2 separate regions of the Callithrix jacchus genome follow, and region 2 is linked to region 1. The links are chromatin contacts, called in public Hi-C maps. All regions are on one chromosome and are shown on one strand. The core of a region is the stretch at or near the end of the contact, and the rest is flanking DNA. Distances in the headings are between cores, read along the strand shown. Region 1 holds the start of TCEANC (transcription elongation factor A N-terminal and central domain containing). Region 2 holds the start of GEMIN8 (gem nuclear organelle associated protein 8).

Region 1 (5,775 bases), core at 2,332-4,831:
TCATCCATGTTGTAGCGTGTGTCAGAACTTCCTTCCTTTTCAAGACCAAATAATATTCCCATTGTCTGTATATACATTTTGTTTATCCATTCAAATGTCAATGGATGCTTGGGTTGCTTCTGCCTTTTGGCTATTGTGAATAACACTGCTGTGAGCACTGGTATACCAATCTTCCTCTGAGACCCTGTTTTCAACTATTTTGAGTATACATCCAGAAATGGAATTACTGGATCATATGGTAATTCTGTTTTTAATTTTTTGAGGACCCACTATATTGTTTTCCAACCCCCTCTACATTTTTAACAGCATTGAAATCCAGTCAAACTTTCTAGTCCTCTGTGGGACAATAATGTAGACATAAAGAATTTATCCTAGGAGGTTTAAAATTCTGACAATTGCCATAAAAAGAAAAAGCAAGGCGTATGTCCAGCTTAGTTCTACATAGTTCATTCAATAAATATTAGGGGTTGAGTATGTACTAGATGCTGAGCCTAAAGAGATAGTCTCTGCCTTGAAGGAGCTGATAGCCCAGTGGAAGGAATACTGACAAGAAACTGGCCAGTTACAACACATGTGGTATTTCAACACGGACAGATACTGGCTGCTAGGGGAAACACACACAGGATGGTACCAAACCGTATCTGGGCTCTCCATTATCTGGACAGCTACATCACTGCCTTCATTCTCTCTCTGGCCCTCACAAGGCCCAATTGTGAGTCTGGCACTTTGTTAGAGGGATCATCCTCTAGTACAGACCTCAGCAAGATATTCCCTCATTTTCCTGCTTAAAGCCCTTCAGAGGTTCCCCCTTGCTTGCAGGATGGAGCCCAAGCTCTTTGGCCAGGTGGCAAAAAGGACCCTAGCTGGCCTCCCCCTTGACTACTCTCAACCACTGATGGGCACAGCTCTGGGCCTTTGCTCAAGCAGCATCCCGAGCCTGGCTTATCTCTCACCATTGGTGGTTCTCAACCCTGAATGCTTATTAGAATCACCTGGGGAAATTAAACAACAAAAAACAAACAATGGCAGGGCCTCACTCCAGAAAGGATGAATTAGAATCTCTGAGGATAGGGCCTGCATATTGGCTCAGCTCTCCAGGGTGACTCTGATTTAAACCACTCACAGGCACACAACCCTCCTCCACACCCCAGCAGGACCTCCCAGTTAGGCTGCCATCAGTCCCAAAGACAACTCTGGTCCTGCTCCTGGACTGAATGCAGACAACTCTCTGACTTCGGCTTTTTCTAGATGAGTCCCATTAAGTCAGAAAAGATTAAAAACACCTACTGTGTACAATGCAGCTGACAACCTTCTCTACAAATTACAAATGACAACTGTAATCTTTTAAGTGTCATAATGTACACAATTCCTGACACTCCCTCACCTACCTCCTCACAGTCGAAGGCAACATTCAGGAACTCTCCGGACCATACACACTCCTGTCATCTGAATCCTCACAATACTCCTGAAATACAGATAATAGCTTATTTTCATCTTACAGGTGAGAAAACCTATTAAAAACAGTAAATAATTTGCATGTTGTTTTCTTCACGGTGTTTATCACATTTAAAAAACATTTCTCCTGCCTTCCCCACAAGACCACAAGAGAAGATCCACATGTTTTATTTACCTATACACACCTAGCAAACACCCAGCCAGTGCTTACTACTACTTAACACATTTTCGTTGTTAAATGAGCGATGAGCATTCAGGATGCTCTCTCTCCTCTCTGCTTGTGAGCTTCATTTCTTTTCATTACACACCAGCTTGCTTGTACTCACTGCACCTAAGCCCAATGCCCCTCTGCCTCTTCCACAGGAGACCAAGCCCATCTCAATTCTAGTTAAAAAAAATCATTCAAAAAATTCTAGTTCAAAGAAATCTCATTAAAAAAACAAAAAACTATGGTGACCACTGTGGGCTCATCAAGTGGGTTTGAAGGGTTAAAATATTTGCATAAGGAAGGTCAAGCAGGTCCAGCCCCCAGAAGTGAGGGGTGCTAACCAAGTTGGATAAGTTTCTTGACCATTCTGTGTCTCAATTTCCTGATCTATGAAATGGGAGAAATCCAACATCCTATGATTAATAAGAATTAAATGAAAGTCTTGATAAAATGCTTTGAACTATGCCCGTCACACAGTAAGCGTGAATAATAGGATGTGGGTCTACACCTAAAAGGCTTAAAAATATCAAACCAGGCATTGTTGTAGAGCAGGGGGTCAGCACATTTTTTCTGCTAAAGATCAGAAGGTACATATTTTGGGCCTTGTAGGCCATATAATCTCTCTGGACTACTCAACTCTGCTGCTCTTGTAGCAGCAACAGCAGATACAGAAAATAACAGTGGATGAGCATGATCTTGTTCCAGCTGACTTGTTTACAGAAATGGGCAGGCTCGATTTGGCTGCAGGCCAGTTCGCTGACCCTTTTCTAGATCAGTGCTGTGCAACATTAATATGACATGCAAACCACAAATGTGATTTAAAAATTTCTAGTTGTCACGTTACAAAACAAAAATAGGTGAAATTATACATTTTATTTAACCCAGTATATCCAGAATACTGTCATTTCAACATGTGAATATGAACAAATTGAAGTATTTTACATTATTTTTTCATGCTAACTCTCCAAATTCACTCTGTCTTACACTTACAGCACATCTCAATTCAGACTAGCCAGATTTCAAGTGCTCGAACCTTATGTAACTAATGGTTACCATTATTAGACACCATAATTCTAGAACTGATGTTAAAATGGATAATGCTTAGATGCATACCTATACCAAAAAGTTTATACAGTGCCAGGAAGAGCAGGCACGAAATATCAGATTGGATGCATATAAAAGCTTGTAAAGATTAGCTAATATTATAGTAAGCAAGGTGCACATATCTGCACAATAATGGCCTAAACCCTGAGAAAAACGAGAGGAAAGTTGTGGAAACAATGTTCCCAGAAACTGGTAACAAGTCAATAATAACCTAGATCTGTTCAGATCTTTAGATCTCCTTAAAGCCTAAATAGAAATTGTAACTTTCTAGTCCTAACCCACATACAGCTCCCAGCTTCACAGGAAGCCCCGCCCTAATGATGCCAAATGTTGGCAGCGGTGTCGCGGTTACTGAACAGCCACTCAGGACTGCGCTAAGGCCCTTTCCCTTAATGGTGACCCCTAGTAAAGGTACAGCGAGGGAAGGGACCAGCCCAGCCGCCCGGTCTAGCCCGGGTTCGAGTTCCGGTGGGTGGGGGCAAGCAACCTGCAAAGCCTGCCGCTAACCATCTCGGGATGACGGCCCGGCACCCAGCACACAAGCAGCGACGGTCCCGAGGGTTAGCCCACCCTGGCGACCTCGGCTGTCGGAGAGGAAGGGGCAAGGGTGCAAACACCTTTGGGCTTACGCCGCCCAGGGCGCACCGGAAAGCCGCCGCAAGCCGGGGTGGGCTTCCGCTGGGAACAAAGGCTCGTCCTTTTGTGGGACAAAGGCCCTGGCAAACCCAAAGTGTGACTCACTGAAAAGCGCAGGCGCAGTTCCGGAGCCTTCAGCCGCCCCGCGTCCACGGAGAACTTCCGGATCACCAGGACTGGGAGGACCGGAAGGCTCAGCCAATCCAAGCCTCCAGGCCAGCGCACGTGGTCCTGGGATCCGGCGCCTGCGCGCTAGACAAATGGCGCTTGCGTAGAGCGATCGGCGGAGGCCGTGGGACTGCTCTCCCGCGGCTTCCTGGAGGCGGAGCTATGGCCCCTCCCACGGCCGGAGAGAAAGAAACCGCACTTTCGTTTTTCAGCAGCAAAGTTTGTTGACGTACTTTACAACTTATACTTTTGGCTTCTACTCAGGACAGGCAAGACAGTGCTCAGCTAGATGTTGACATAGCTCTAGGCATAAATGTGAATCTATTTAAGGCAGTAATTAATTCAAAAAGTGTTTATACCATCCTAGAATGCATCAGTTGATATGAAAATAGTAAATGTTAATTGACTGGTCATGTGCATCCTGGACTTCTCACCTGTGCACATTCTCATTCTTTGTCTGCAAAGGGCCAAAAGCACAGTGATGGTTGAACGAATGTGATAGCCTCCTTTGCTGATTCCTTACACTAAGGTAATTTGGAAAAAGGTTCAGGGAAGCAGCGTATCCATTCCAATACTCTGGACTGGGTGCTGGCAGGAAGCACGCCGATTGTATGATTAAGTGTCATAATAAATCTTACCTAAAAGGCAGGGAGACAAGACCAGTGAATCATTAACTGGGATAGGAGATGTGTTGTCATTTTTGTTGTTTGGACAATGTTTATGTTTTTTTTTCAGCATTCCCACATGATTACAAAAGAGTCTTGTTTTTGTCTTGATCCATCCGGTCAGAGAGCGGCCACGTCTGATGGTGTTCTTGTGAAGTTATTTATGTTCCACAAAGCACCGAGGGCCAGCTGTGAATGCAGAGCAGCTGAGAGCTGTCAGGGATTCTTTTTTTCTTGTTGTAAATTCCAATTCATTGCGTAGAAAATCAGCCTCAGGCCAATAGCCTCCTGCTTATTTAATTTAACATGCTTTATTGGTATTTCTCTTCTCGTTGTTACTTTTTTGGTTCATTTTATGAGTACTCTTGCTCCACTTTGTAAACACTGATTTAAAAATCCAAAGGACTATTGACTCCAAGACCAACCATCTCTAGTTTCAGACAGTTACCTGGGAAAAATACTTTGTGATCAGATTTGTAACATCCAGTTATTACAATATCTGATATTTGTCAAAATAATCACACTCAAATTATGAAAGACTCAACCTGAAAGAGTCAGTTTGGAAACTAGAAGTTACTACAGTAATTGTTATTAGAGCTTTGAGGCATATTATAACCAATTTCTCATGAACTCTATACTGAAGAAAAAATAGAAATTAGTCAAAAGTCTAAAATCAAAAACAACCTAGGTTTTTCTCTGGTGTGAATTATAAAACCATTATTTCAAGAGGCAAGCTATAATTACTGTGTAGTCCTGCCTTGTCTATTACAGTAGCCACATGTGGCTATTTAGATAAAATTTAAAATTCAGTTCCTCAGTTGCACTAGCTAAATATCAAGTTCTCAATAGACACCTGTGGCTAGTGGGTACCATATTGGATAGCACAGATATAGAACATGTTTATTGCTGCAGGAAGTTCTGGCTGAGTTCATCTGGAATGAATCTACAATAGGGCTGCCAACGGATTCTAAAGAGGTTGCTGAAAAGTTGGTTCTTTTGAACAATGTGAAAATGGAATGCCTATAAAAGTACTCACTTCTATGATAATTTATCATGCATAGTTTTCAGGCCTTTGTTTTAAAATCATCTTTCAGCTTCTTCAAACTCTGGAATTCTCTTGACAAATTTCCCTTAGTGCAGCAGAAACCCCTTTTCAATCCTTATTAAGTCTCTGAGTGGCAATATATTAATAGATATTCTGAGCTCATGCAGACAGCCCTTTCCTGCAAATTCCCAAGGTAGAGAAGCAAAATGCTTTATGGGTCTTCTCCAGAGGCTAATGTTACACATTGCTGAGAGAACAGTTACAGATGTTTTCCATGGAATGAGGTCAGAGAAACTGCCTCTTTCTGGGTTCTAAGGTGCTGGCTAGTGTTGATTTCCTGATAAAACACCAGGACTAGACACTGGGCTTAACTGGGGATGTTCTTATAAGTCACAGTACATAAGGCATGAGATTTAAATAATGAACAGTTCCCTTGAAATCTCAGGAGTTACAGAAAATTAGAAAATAGAACAAAAAGGCATACATTATAGAAA
Region 2 (5,775 bases), core at 2,311-4,810, 360 kb before region 1:
ATTGAGAAGGTGAAAAGAAGGAAAAATTATGGCAGAGATCCTGAGCTGGACCTCAAGTGACAGCCTGCTATGGGTGCTGCTGGGAAACTTCTCTTCCCTTTACCCAACTTCAAAGTAAGAGTTCAGGACTACTGTTTGCAGGTAGTTTAGCATCACTTATTTGATCCAGGTAAGGGGACTGGTTTCCAAGCTGTTTCTCCAGAACACTTAGGTGGCAGATGGGTCCTGACTGGGGTACAGGGGAGGATCCAAAAAGTCCCATGAGATTAGCTATGGCTTCCCACAGCTGGCAGGATTTCCACACATGACACCTGAACTTTGGGGCCCCAGTACCAGAGTTAGATTCGTGTGTGCTATTTCCTGTGTTAGGTAATGACCTCTATATATTTCCTTACCATAGGGACTTTTAAAAAATCTACATTCTCTAGCCATGCCTTTTGGCTTCTCTCCCTCAATCTCATCTCCTATGATTGAGATAAGCAGGAGCAAAACTCTCCAAAGTGTAAACCAGAGGACATGTCCTGCTATATCAGGTGCCGTTTTCTCCCAGCACTGCCTCCCATCCTTTCCAGACACACCAGGATACACTGATAGGGGACTACTATGCCTTAACAGGCACTGGGATTTTAGTTGCCTTGTTTCAAGGAGTGGTTCTCAACCAGGAGCCATTCCTCACCCCACCCCCACCCTAGGGACATTTAGCAATGGCTGGAAACATTTTTGGTTGTCATAAATGGGGGCAGGGAGAGACATCCAGTAGGCAGAGGCCAAGAATGCTTCTAAATATCCTACAATGCACGGAATAGCCCCCACAATGAATTATGCAGTCCCAAATGCCAATAGTTCCAAAAGTGAGAGATCTTGCTTTGGAGTTCCTCAGCTGACAGGACTCTTGGAAGTTTTGCTATAATCCATTTAAAATTTGAAACGTATGCCAGAGACAAATTAAAGAAACTACTTGAGGAATTGTAATTTGTAAATTTCCACCAGATGGTGCTAAATGACAAGTGAAAATCCAACCTACTCTAGCCTCCATTTCAGAATTCGGTTTCTCTCCCTGGTTAGCCCCCTGGAGCAACAATGCCCATTCTTTCCAAATAGGATTGTTGCTCCTTAGGTACTCAGTGTTCCATACCACCAGTATTTTTATGCAAGTGAGTTAAAGGGAGTAATGACTAAAACTCAGCCTTAAAGATGAAAAGAACAGGACCACCTCCTCCATCAGCTACAGAATTTCCATTCCCTGTAGCAACAAGGGTATGGGAGAATCAGCTAGCTTTTTTTCTTCTTTAGCCAATTTTTAGCTGGGCACTTGGTCATCTGAAAAAGACAATTCCAAGACTCCTTTACCCTTAGGAGGGCTAAGTAATGAAGTTCAGGCCATTAGTGAGATGTGATCAGAAGTGCTGTGGGCTGCTTCTGAGTAGTACTCTTAAAGCAGTGGTTCTCAACTAGGGGTGACTTTGCCCCCCTCCCTCCAGAGACATTTGGCAATGTCTGATATTCTTGGCTGTCACAATTGGGAGATGCTACTGGCATCTGGTGGGTAGAGACCAGAGATGCTACTAAAAACTACAAAGCACAGGACCACCTCCAAAATACAGAATTATCCAACCCCAAATGTGAATAGTGCCAAAGTGGAGAAACCCTTAGAGGGAAAGGGCATGCCCCTGGCTTTCTCTTTCCCACTGGCTGAAAGGTGCAGTGGTATACCATCTTGGACCATGTGGGCCAAGGCAAGAAACCAGGGAGGGTGGAGCTATGAGACAAGTGGAGCTGCCATACTCTGGACTCCTTACACCCAGACTGCCACAAGATTGAAATACACTTCTCGACAGTTTGAGCCACTCCTCTTCTGCATCTCTGTGACAGCAGCCAAATAATATTCTATCTAATGCCATAGTATACCATATATATATTGTTTTTTTAGTCATAGAACCAGGAATTGCTTTACCTGAACTATAGCCACTCTAGGCCTGTATTCTTCTGCCTTTCCCAAGAATCCCCTGAGTTCTTTCTCCCTATCTTATTACCCCTCTCCATCTTTCTTTCCTTCCTCTCTAGATGCTTCTATCCATAGATATCTCACTTCCTCCCACATCCATTTTCTGAAGTAGAAGAAGAATCTTTTCTAAAATAATCCCTGTCTACATACACAGGCCCTTACCCTGCTATACTGTCTTCATATAACTCACCACAACATAAACTTCTATTTTTCTGCTTATTGTCCATGTTCTACACAAAAGATTTAATTTTATGAGGCCAAAAACTGTATTGTTTACTACTGTATATCTGGTAAATAGAATACTACTGTCCAATAGAAATATAATGCATGCCACATATATAATTTTAAATGTTCTTGTAACCACCCTAATAAAGTAAAAAGATAAAAATAAAATTTTAATCTGTAATCTCAATAGTCCTTCTCTAAGATGTTATCACTATAAAGAAATTCAGATATTTTACATTCTTTTGCTCATTCTTCTTCAAAATCTAGTGTGTAATTTACCCTTACAGTATATGTCAGTTTAGGCTACTACAGTTCGGGTTCTCATGGCCACATGTGGTGGTTGCAATGGACAGTGCCAACACAGAATACTTGGCACATAACAGACATCCAGTATATATTTGTTAAAGTTAATAATCTATACCATTTTAATTCTTCTATAGTATATAGTAATGTCACGTCATTAATATCACCCAATCGACTTAGCCATTTCCTCGTTGGGCATTTAGGTGATTTCCAATTTTCACCTTTAAAATAATTCCATAATAAACATCTATCTGGTTCTTGTTTAATAATTCCGAGAAAGTATTAAATATGCTCCCTTTTACGGCTCTTGCCACATTTTGCCTAATTGTCTCAGAAATATGTCACGTAAGACTTCTGATTGTTTATACTTGGTTATTTTTAATGACTTGTGATACTAACAGGGCAGGTATTGCTGTGATGGTTATAATTACAAACGTATTTAATAAGTACCAATGTTTTGTCTGCTGTAATACATCAGGCACTGTGCATTAGGCTATGCATACCTTATAGATGAGAAACACGAGGCTTGGGAGGTTAAAAACCTAGCACTGGAATCGCATTCAAACTGAGATCTGGGTGAATCTGTTTGCAAAGACTGGGAGTTTTCCCGGGGGCAAATTAAATAAACTGTAACTGTTTTAGTTAAGAAAGAAAATAAAAAGGAAGAAAGAGAAGGCTAAGTAAAGACAAAGGAAGGAAAACGAAGAAAGCTGAGGAAAGGACAAACAGTTAAGGCTGGAGATCCTGGCCGTGGTGAAGCGACTCTCATCTTCTCATCCCAACACACCCGCCGGGGCAGACAGCACCTTCCGACTCCCGGTGCTGGTGGCCGCCGCAGTCGCAGTGCCCTGCCCCGGGCAGCACCTTCTCCGCCGGCCCCGCCACCCCCACCATCCCACGCCTGTCGCCCGGCGCTCCACTCGGGGTAGCCAATTAGCAGGCAGCTTCCGGCCTCCAGCACGGCACCGCCCGTGGTGCAAACGTGACGTCCTCGACGAAGTGAGGACTTCCGGCGCGTCGCGCCGTGTGTTCCGCACCGGAAGCGCGCTTCCAGCGGCCCTGGCAACAGTCGCCCCCCTCCCGTCCCCCACTCCTCCTGTGTCTCCAAGAAAAATTTGGCCTCTGCTCGGCCACCACCCAGGATCTGCAAGCTGCGCGCCCACGAGGTGACTTCGGGGATGGCTGGGTTTCCTTTGGGGAGTGAGGGAGGAGTCTAGAGGCCCCGGGACCTGGCTTCTTCTGTTGTGCAGAGAGCCAAGGTCTTGGACGTCACGTTGCTATCATAATTATGTTAATCCCATGATTAAAGGTGGCCCTTGAGATTCCTAAATCATTGCAGGTTAATTGTGAGAGGGGACCAGTCCCAGAGGCTCTCAGCTCTGCAGTGCTTCCGAATCACTGATGCCCGGGCCCTCATCCCAGACCAATTAAATCCGAATATCTAATAGTAGGGCCCTAGCATCGGTAGCTTTTAAAGCTGCCCAGGTGATTCTGGTGTGCCGAGAACCACTGTGTTAAGATCTGTAGGTGAATTCGGATTTTGCCCATCCAGCCCATTATCTGAATAGAAGATCACCCAGGACGGCCACATACTTGGAGGATGTCTAGGATATTGGCCTGTCTACTCAAAACTTGGAGGTTTCTTTCTTTTCTCTTGTACTTTAACCTCTGCAGGAGGTCAGGGTTTTTGGTTGGAGTTTTCTTGAGACATCTGGCCCCTATGGTTTATGGGCTTTGTGTTTTTGCCCACTTATCAGTAATGAGCTATATAGTTGAACTAGTGTCCAACTAAGTGCATTTTAGCTCTGAAATCTTGATGTTCCCTTAGTACAGATCAGTTGGTTCTGAACAATTTTATTTTTTTCAGGAAATATGTTTGTAAGCTCATTTCACAGGCTAGGCTATGTATTCAGCTGTTTTTCATCTCAAATCAGAACAACATTACTTGAAAAATCTAGACTAAAGATTCATAACACAACACTTCTGGGATTATTTATGCTCACAGGTCCCATGAATTGTGGGATGAGAGCTACCCTTTAAAAATACTATTTTTGCTAGCATAATTTATCAGAATAACAGTCTCTTGGGGATTTCAGTGTGAACAGAAACCATATATTTTTAAAGACTGTTGGTTAGTAACTTTGAATAAGCATAACTGAAAGCAGGTTCACAGGTGTATAAATCCCCTCTGTGTATTCATTGCTGTGCTGGGGAAGTTTACAAACTAAAGTTCCAGAGAGAAATGTTCATTCCAAAACTGTTTTACAGATGGCAATGAATCATTTTGGGTTTTTTGAAAGGATAGGGTATGATGAGAATGATGGGGGAAAGTTTTGAACAATTAAGGCTAGAGTGTAGGTTGGAGAGTTTGCAAACTAGGTATAGAACTTTTTTTGAGCTACTTCTCTACAAGATGAAATTTAGCCATGGAACAACTAGACAAGTGAAAAAGAATGTAGTTGATCAAAGATCAGATGAATTGAAAAGATCCTTCAAAACATAATGTATTTAAATACTTGCTTCCTGAAAAGATTTGGTGCTTTATAGTCAGTTGTTTGAGTTACTAGGTCCTCATTTGGGGAGTAGATGTAGGAGGAGAAAAGGTTATTAGGAAACAACAGACAAGCTCAACAACAATTTCAGCAGCATCTAACAGCGTGAAATATTAGCTATTTTTTTTTTTTTTTGAGACGGAGTTTTGCTCTTGTTACCCAGGCTGGAGTGCAATGGTGCGATCTCGGCTCATCGCAACCTCCGCCTCCTGGGTTCAAGCAATTCTACCGCCTCAGCCTCCTGAGTAGCTGGGATTACAGGCACGCGCTACCATGCCCAGCTAATTTTTTTATTTTTAGTAGAGACTGGGTTTCACCATGTTGACCAGGATAGTCTCGATCTCTTGACCTTGCGATCCACCCGCCTCGGCCTCCCAAAGTGCTGGGATTACAGGCTTGAGCCACCGTGCCTGGCCAATATTAGCTATTATTTTTATGCTGGAAGGAAAATAGGAAACTTAAAAGGAGTAGATTGTAGAGAATCCATGGCTACAGGTAGTTGAGTAAGTGCCCAAGTGAATTAGGCATAGCGAGTGTGTATAAATTCAGAAAAGAGAGACTAACATGGAATTACCATGAATATGTTTATCAAAAAAATTAAACTTGAAATAAGACACCTGAAATGTACTAGCGATCTTAACTACTTTTAACAGCCATGGTTTTCTCTGATATGCTCTCAATTTGTAGTAC

What was found. A called contact is a pair of places that touch in the nucleus more often than the background predicts.
Region 2: a contact with region 1 is called in a Hi-C map of induced pluripotent stem cells, with 3 times the contacts expected there. The contact joins the promoter of GEMIN8 here to the promoter of TCEANC in region 1. A contact is called at or near these places in 3 of 3 Hi-C or Micro-C datasets (induced pluripotent stem cells and skeletal muscle).

Annotation. Positions count from the first base shown.
Region 1 is chrX:13,877,587-13,883,361 of calJac240_pri, reverse strand. It overlaps TCEANC (transcription elongation factor A N-terminal and central domain containing), which reads right to left and starts at 3,581. Exons shown (of 3, transcript XM_008988956.6): 1 at 3,509-3,581; 2 at 1,389-1,465.
Region 2 is chrX:14,242,310-14,248,084 of calJac240_pri, reverse strand. It overlaps GEMIN8 (gem nuclear organelle associated protein 8), which reads left to right and starts at 3,560. Exons shown (of 9, transcript XR_008478818.2): 1 at 3,560-3,699.